2 separate regions of the Hordeum vulgare genome follow, and region 2 is linked to region 1. The links are chromatin contacts, called in public Hi-C maps. All regions are on one chromosome and are shown on one strand. Each heading gives the region's core, a stretch centred on a gene start, on an enhancer-like site or on the middle of the called end of the contact. The rest is flanking DNA. Distances are from core to core; before and after follow the strand shown. Region 1 holds the start of LOC123452140 (protein ROS1A-like). Region 2 holds the start of LOC123396022 (protein C2-DOMAIN ABA-RELATED 11).

The links. A called contact is a pair of places that touch in the nucleus more often than the background predicts.
Region 2: a Hi-C map of leaf shows a contact between it and region 1, with 6 times the contacts expected there. The contact joins the promoter of LOC123396022 here to the promoter of LOC123452140 in region 1. A contact is called at or near these places in 2 of 6 Hi-C or Micro-C datasets (leaf and seedling).

Annotation. Positions count from the first base shown.
Region 1 is chr5H:364,102,957-364,106,849 of MorexV3_pseudomolecules_assembly, forward strand. LOC123452140 (protein ROS1A-like) reads right to left here and starts at 1,932. Exons shown (of 18, transcript XM_045128734.1): 1 at 1,523-1,932; 2 at 1-738. The coding sequence starts at 600.
Region 2 is chr5H:364,616,481-364,620,373 of MorexV3_pseudomolecules_assembly, forward strand. It overlaps LOC123396022 (protein C2-DOMAIN ABA-RELATED 11), which reads left to right and starts at 1,635. Exons shown (of 4, transcript XM_045091052.1): 1 at 1,635-1,765; 2 at 1,863-2,043; 3 at 3,077-3,172. The coding sequence starts at 1,912.

The DNA.
Region 1 (3,893 bases), core at 682-3,181:
GACATTTCTTTGACCGGTAGAAGGCATGGATGATTGATACTCCTTGGGATCACAAGATACCACTTGAGCTTGGGATCCAGGATGTGTGTTCTCTTGTGGAACTTCCCCCTCAAAATTCAAAGACCGCTTAGCTGGTTTCAGGTTAGCTCTGCAATGTGACCCAGCAATCTGTTCTGGGGGAGGTTGGCCTGCTGGCGTATTCTTACGGACATACTTTCTTTTACCAGATGGTTTTTCTTCCTTTGCCTTGGAGGGCTTTGGAGTTGCAGGCTTAGGAGGCTTTGATGGTTTCAAGACCTTTGGCCTGTGCTTTTTCCTCTTAGCCTTCGGTGGTGGGGTCTTGTTCAAGTCAATACCTCCAGTCGGTTCAGCAACATTTTCATTGTCTATAATTGTCCCAGCATCATTACTGGTGACTTCAATTGGCCCAGCAGCATTTGTAATGCCGAACGAATGAGCAGACTCATTCTCCAACACTGCAACTTCAGTATTTCTAGTCTGCATCTCTATGGAAGTGTCCAACTGAGATGACATAATACTTGAGAAATAAAGATCGGCTGCACTCTGCGATTGAGGAAGCCATTGTCCAAAACCCTGCATATTTCCTCAGTCTACTTAATCTCCCTGGCATACACAAATAGCCCGTGTGCCATGTGTTGCTGCGTACTTTCTTGTCACTCGTGAGGAAAAGCAGGATTTGATCAGGCAGGGCCCCCCATCTGGTCTCCCACTCTCCAGCTGCAAAATATCAAGGCACGATGCATCAACCTCCATTACAAACAGCCAGTGAAGCAACTGTCATATATACACTAACAAGACATTGTATTTAACTAAAATATATCACTATTACTGAAAGCAAGGAGCCAATTATCACTTTATCAGTGGCCAGCATGGAAACTCCTTAGACACTTGTATCAAAACAACAAAATGAAAAAGAACAAAATAAATTATGCACTGGAGTAATCATAAGCATTTCTGTGAAGTTCCTTCACACATACTATCTCAAATATCCGCATTTATCCTTTCCTGCGAAAGCATTGTCGTACATAAACTATCCTGGCGCAAGAAAAAACATTGGCCCTAACGTGCCCCCACCACTGCCCGTGGATGGCTAAATCACTAGTCACTTTACACCCATGTAAGCAACATTTTCCAAATCCATCTAAACAAGCCAAAAAGGTACATTGCGTGATCGCTCATCACACCCAACCGCCCCCTGTGGAACTCTGTCGTTGCAGTTTGTGACCATGGTCCTCTCCGAAAATTCAACATTTCAACTCTGTGAACTATAAAACGCGATCAATCAAAAACAAACTTTGACATGCTGAGCTACAAATCAGGTTGACCAACGTTAAACTTTCAGCTCGAGTTCTAATTCCATCAACCACAAGTTTCGATCCAACAAAATCGATATTCCAACACCTAACAAACAAACAGGCCCTCCACTTGATTAATCACAGATTTGTACTAGAATCCTGGGGGGGAACGCTCAAAGTCAGATCTGGGAAGCCCGAGACGATACCTCCCACTTGCAGCTCCAGGGGAGAGGGGGAGGCGCCGGTGCCACGCCGGGTGACGACCCCTCCAACCCTAGCTGCGTCCGCGCAACCACGACCTCAGCACAGAGAACGGGCGGCGCGAGCGAGCGAGGTCGGCAGCGGAGGCGGCGGCGGCGGCGGCGGCGGCGGCGAGGACGGCCGGCCCGCCGGCGAGGCGGATCGGGAGCTCGCGCGGGGAGAGGGGGTGAGTAGGATCGAGTGAGGGGAGGGTCTTCGGGGCGAAGAATCGAGCGAATCAAGTGGGGGAAGGCAGCACTGACTCGGTCGAGTGTTGGATTGTTCGTTTTTGGGGAAATGGGGACAAATGGTGTTAGGTTGTGAGAGAGAGAGAGAAGAGCAGTGAAGGGGGAAGATTGTTGTGAGGATGACACCGCGTGATTGACCACGAGGACAGAGGATCCGCTGCGGCTTTTAAATAAGGAACCTCGCATGTGCTTCTTCAGCAAGACTGTGTTTCCGTAGCAGTGAGTTACTTTTGAGATTTCGTACCCGGAAATGGTGAAAGTCATTTAACATCCTACTTTAGCCACACATGATCAGGTGTCGCTATCGGCGGATGTACTAGTTGCCGCGCACACGCGTACTTTTCAAACGCAATATTTTAATATTATTTTTTCGCGCGTCTTAACGGTCGACTTCATTACTGATTATTCGACCGTTGAAAACTAGGTGTTAAAGCTTTCGTCTTTATCGTACCAAATGAGTTTGAATTTTATTAAGAATGTCATATGATATGGTGTTTAAATTTTTAGTGTTTTCTATTGATTCTAATTAGTAGAGGTTGATGTGACGACGAAGCTAGACCAACGGTGAAATGGTTCCTTTGTTAACAATTTTTTTATTATATAACCCGGCATTCTTTGTTATCTTACATTTGAAGATTGATCATTGTTTCTTATACAATCTTATAAATTGATTTTCTATGTACTTCTCTAAATTCAATTTAAATACATCATTGGATCATCCATTTTAATATTTCATTCTTAACGAATCAACGATACTCCCCCCCCCCAATCCCATGTCTACACATCACCCTTTGCTCCCCCTCCAACTCTTCGTCATATCCTTTGTCCCTCCTCTCTTGACCTTTTCATTTTTTGTTGGTGTTCCCCTCTCCTTCATCCTCCTACACTTCATCGCTTATTCACTTGGGGTGCCAAGGAGCATCTACCACTAGAGTTGTGTATGGTTGCATTTATGAGATCAATGCGGTCAATGGTGGTTAGCAGTGGCAAAATCATCATCAATCAAGTGGAGACATCGACATATGATGTGGTCGGGTGGTTGTCCAATTTTTTGTGTTTTGTTGTGCTTAATTTGTGTATGCATGGTGTTAGGTTATGAGAAAGAGAATGGTGTTGTGAGGATGACGACGATGATTAACCATGAGGAAGAGGATCTCATACGTCTTTAAGTAAGGAACACATATGTGTTTCTTTAGCAAGTTTGTGTTTCCCCATAGAAGTTCACTACTTTTGAGATTATCTATCCACATCTGATCGGATATCCCTTTTGAGCTAACAGGTCAAGTGTATTAATAATCACGCGCTCTAGCTACCAGGTCAAATGTGTTAGTTACTGCAGAGACACGTTCCTTTCAAATATAATATCTAAATGTTACTTTTGTCCTCTCAACGGGCGACCAAACATAAATTTAAAATTTAATTTTCACACTTCTCAAGGTGACTTCGTTATTGATTACTTGACCGTTGAAGTGAGATGATAAAGCTTCTAGATTATTCCAAATGAGTTCAACTTTTATTAATCACAACATATGATATGCATTTGGATTTTTAATCATTTTATTTGTCATTTTATTTGTCGGTTCTCGTCGATATGAGTTGATGTGACAATGCAACTACACAAACAACATGCAATATGTCTCGTTTTATTAGCAAGGTTTTCATTTTAGAGGCATGCTCTTTTTTTATCTTGTATCAAAATATTGGTTCTCATACACACACACACATATGCACACACATATTTATACCATTATATAAAAAAATGAATGTAGTTATAATTTTACGAATTGATTTCATTTGTACTTGTCTAACTTCAATTTAAATACAATATTTGGATCATCCACTTCAATATTTTTTTATCAAATCAGTTATACTTCCCCTTCCCTCTTGGTCTCCACATCACCATTCGCCCCTTCCACTTATTTATCTTGTCCCTTTGTCCCTTTCTCTTTATCTCTCCCCTTCTTGTTGTCGATCCCCTCTCTTCCTCCTTCCACGTTTTATTGCTTATTCACTTAGGGTACCAAGGGGAATCAATTGCCACTGATGTCTAGTGTTGCATGTATGTGCACAATTTGGTGAACGATGGTAA
Region 2 (3,893 bases), core at 385-2,884, 510 kb after region 1:
CCGACCAATCTGGATCCATCAACTGGGGGGTCATCCCCTACGGAGTGGAGGAGGCAATGGCGGTTCGCATTGCACTCTGCCGCTCCCGCGAGGACAAGCCCGGTCGATGGCAGGATCTGTCCGCCGTGACTCCATAGCGTCCGTTGAACGGATGCTCGGTTCCTTTGGGGCGGGATCATCATGTTCCCAGTGTGCGGATCCATCGACCGGTCCGGCGACCTTCGAGTCCCATCGGGAACGGGCTGTCCGCCGTGGGAAGGAGAGGATAAGGGTTGTTGAGGCATGTCTCGTGGAGGAAATTACGAAGGCGGAGGCGGCTCATGCAGCGGTGCAGGCGGCCGCACAGGAGGAAGTCATCCGCACCCGCATTTTGAAGAAACGACAGCGGAGGAACACGCGCGCTCTTGCACGCAAGCATAATCGGGCAATCTGTTAAATGGCCGGACTACCATAGAAGGAGGTGGACGAGGTGTGCGACGGCGAGGACACCTCCAGTGACGAGAAGATCCGGCTCGATGCCTACTGCTTCTTCGACCGGTACTTCCACAAGTAGGACGACAAGGGCTTCGGAAAAGGAAAGGACGGACGTGGCTGATGTCCACCATAGTACATGCCAAATTTTGTTAGTCCGATGACATTTCAGTAGTGATGGAGCAGCCGAATAATGTTTGAGATAGGAGATATGAGATGTCCGGTTGTAGAATGCATTCTTTAAGACGTGACCGGTCAGTGTCCGTGGACATGCCCGACGCATCCACGAACATTTGTGGGGTCGGATTTCCAAGTTACGGCTGTAGATGGTCTTAGAGCATGACAACCGGACCCCTCAAATGAGCCCTCATACGCCCGCGGACGCGTTCTGCGAGTGACCGGACACGAGAGAGAAGGAAAAAAGTGAGCCAACCGGACCCCTCATATCGTTGCTATATGCCTGGGCGCGTCGGTTAGACCGCCACATAGGACGTGACCCCAACCCGGACCCCATTTTATTTTCTTTATTCATTCTTTTCTTTTTTATTCTTCTTTTGCACCTATCATGTACAAGTGATCGGACATATGAAAAAGAAAATGAGGAGTGTGGTTGTGTGGACGAACAAATAGGAAACACGTCCATTCAGTGACCGTGCACGCAATGATCGTTTAAGGGGTCATATTTACAATGTCCGGCACTCGGGACGCAATTACACGAACCAACTGCCTTATTTCTTGCGCGCACACAGTCGCCCTTAAGTACATGTGATGATGTGACCGAGCTAGATCAAATGGCATAGTACACGTAACGTATATATACAAGCGTTTAGGTATATACAAAGACAAAACAGTCTGGTCGGGCTAGCAACGCTGCATGAGCCTGAAGACCGAGCCGAGAGCGTGTGGACGCCATCCATTTGTTCCCGACTGACTGGGTCCGGGATTTGACCGCACCGCTGGCTGGCGCTGGGCGTGGGCAACAAAACACAAGGAGGAGCCCGCCCGCCCACCAGGCACGTCCGGTCCGTGAATCGTGATACAGACAGGAGACCGACCGAGTCTACTCATCATACCCCGCCCGTCCATTCCGCGCCGGACAGCTCCGCTCGCTCGCGCTCGCGGGCTCCACCGCCAGCTCTGCCATAAATCCCCTTCTCGTCTTCTCCCACAGGAACGAGCAAACAAACAAACGCATCACCCACCCCCTCCCCTCACCACTCCACCAGCAAGGCAGCAGCAAGCACAAGCAGAGCACCGCCGCACAAGAGCCCAGCATACATACTCTTGAACCAAGGCAAGCTTCCTCTCTCCGCGGAAACAATCGGCCGATCCTTCCGCGGTTCTTGTACATGTGAAAGTGAAACTAACTGCTGAGTTTGGTTGCCATTCAGGGAGGGGGCGAGGAGGAGCTACATACATACAAGATCCGTCCATCAGAGGATGGAAGACGGGGCCGAGGGGAGGGGGGCGAGGCTCGGCGTGCTCAAGGTGATGGTGGCGCAGGGGACCAACCTCGCCATCAGGGACTTCACCTCCAGCGACCCCTACGTCGTCGTCCGCCTCGCAGACAAGGTCCATCCGCTCTTGCATCCTACGCCCTATCTGTTGCTTGACTTGGGTTCAGCACCTACCCAACAATAGATAGATAGAGTAGATGGATTCTTTCTAGTAGTGCCTTATGTTTCCTTGCCTGATTCACCTCTTCTACAGATAGATAGATAGATAGATAGTCCAAGCACGTGTTTTCCCTTGGGTCCAACGTTGAAGTTGAACATTGTTCTGGTTGGCTTCTCTGTCGGCATGTCTTACTTCACCCTGCACCCTTGTGTTAAGCCTTTCCTAGGCATAATAATTTCACTGTCTAGTAGTACCTCTGTACCATAATATATGGCGTTTTATCAATCTTATTAATTCTTAAATCCAACTGCCCGCCTAAAGTGAAACATTTTGTCAAAAGTACTATGGTCAATAATGGGGTTTACGACTTAAGTCCCCTTCTTTTTTATCAGCCCATTCAACTTTCGGTGGTTTTTCAGACATCGTACGTTGCCAAATCCACTCGCGCATTTGTTAATCATGTGATAATGACGACATTCACGCGCATGTTTGTCTGTCTTCGTGGGTGCCACCTTTGATTGGACCGAATTTTCTTCATCCTTTATCAATGCCAATGCTCACTTGTTTTCTCCCTTTTTCTCCAAAGCGTTTTTTTCCTTTTACCAAATTCATTCGTTTTGACCACATGCCCGCATTTCTAATTTTCTAGGAAAAAGTGTGCTTCAAAAGCAAGAGTGTGAGATTATGATGAGAAAACCCTAAACTCCTGACACTGAATACTCAATGATGTCAGCAAACAAGAAAAGTTCTCAACTTGCATGAGGCTAATTGAATGGTTTTATCTAGGTGCTGCTGCCGGTTATATATAAAAACTGAGAGCTCTCGGTTGCCACTCAATAGTGCTATTAATGTTACAAGAATATCTCACTTTGACCTACTCTAGTGATTTGGTTTGGTACATGCATGTGAAATCTATCAAGCAAGTGTGCATTTCTTTATGGGTGGACCTCTAATACCGTTCGTTATTTCTTACATCTTTTACCCGCAGAGCGCAAAGACAAAAGTCATCAACAGTTGCCTCAATCCAGTTTGGAACGAGGAGATGGTCTTCTCCGTCAAGGAACCTTTAGGGATCATCAAATTTGTAAGTTGCCCTGTTTTCTTTGGCCCATCGGTTTGTTTTCCGAATAAGAGAACCAGACTGTTTAATATTATGATTGTGTTCGACATGCCTTCAGCTTGCTTGAAATATGTTTCTTTCATTCCTGAATAAGCATCATTTGTTTCTTTTTCTATTAGCAAATCTTTCTCGTTTGTCCGTCGGTATCTTCATGAAGACAAAAAAGTCCACTATATATTGCTTGTATAAGACATACACGCCGCACATGAAGTGTGAACAGAGCAATGCTGGTTAACAACTAGTCTAGTCATACACAGAACTGCTCTAGTCCCATAAGTTAATCACGTATGGCCTCAACGAAAATTGGAGGTCCAGTCAAAGAATAGATAGCATGTGGCCTTAATTTTTCTTGTGCCCTGCTCCACTTATAAGCTGAGACTTTACGGAGCCTTGTTTTGACCCTACTTTTGAGCTATGACGTGGTATTCTTTGCTGTTGTGCTACTTCCAGTGATTTTTTTTCTTTTTTGTAATAGTTTGGATTGCTTAGCACATGTGTCACGTGATTTTTTTTAGTGACATTGATGGAACTAGACGTATTTTGGTCAATGCCACAAAGTTTTTTTATGGGAAATGTCACAAAGTTAAAACTATACAATCTTGTTCCAATTGCAAAACTACACCTACACAAAGTCTTAAAGACAAAGCTACATATATCTTGCACCATTCAGCTTTAGTTTCTTATA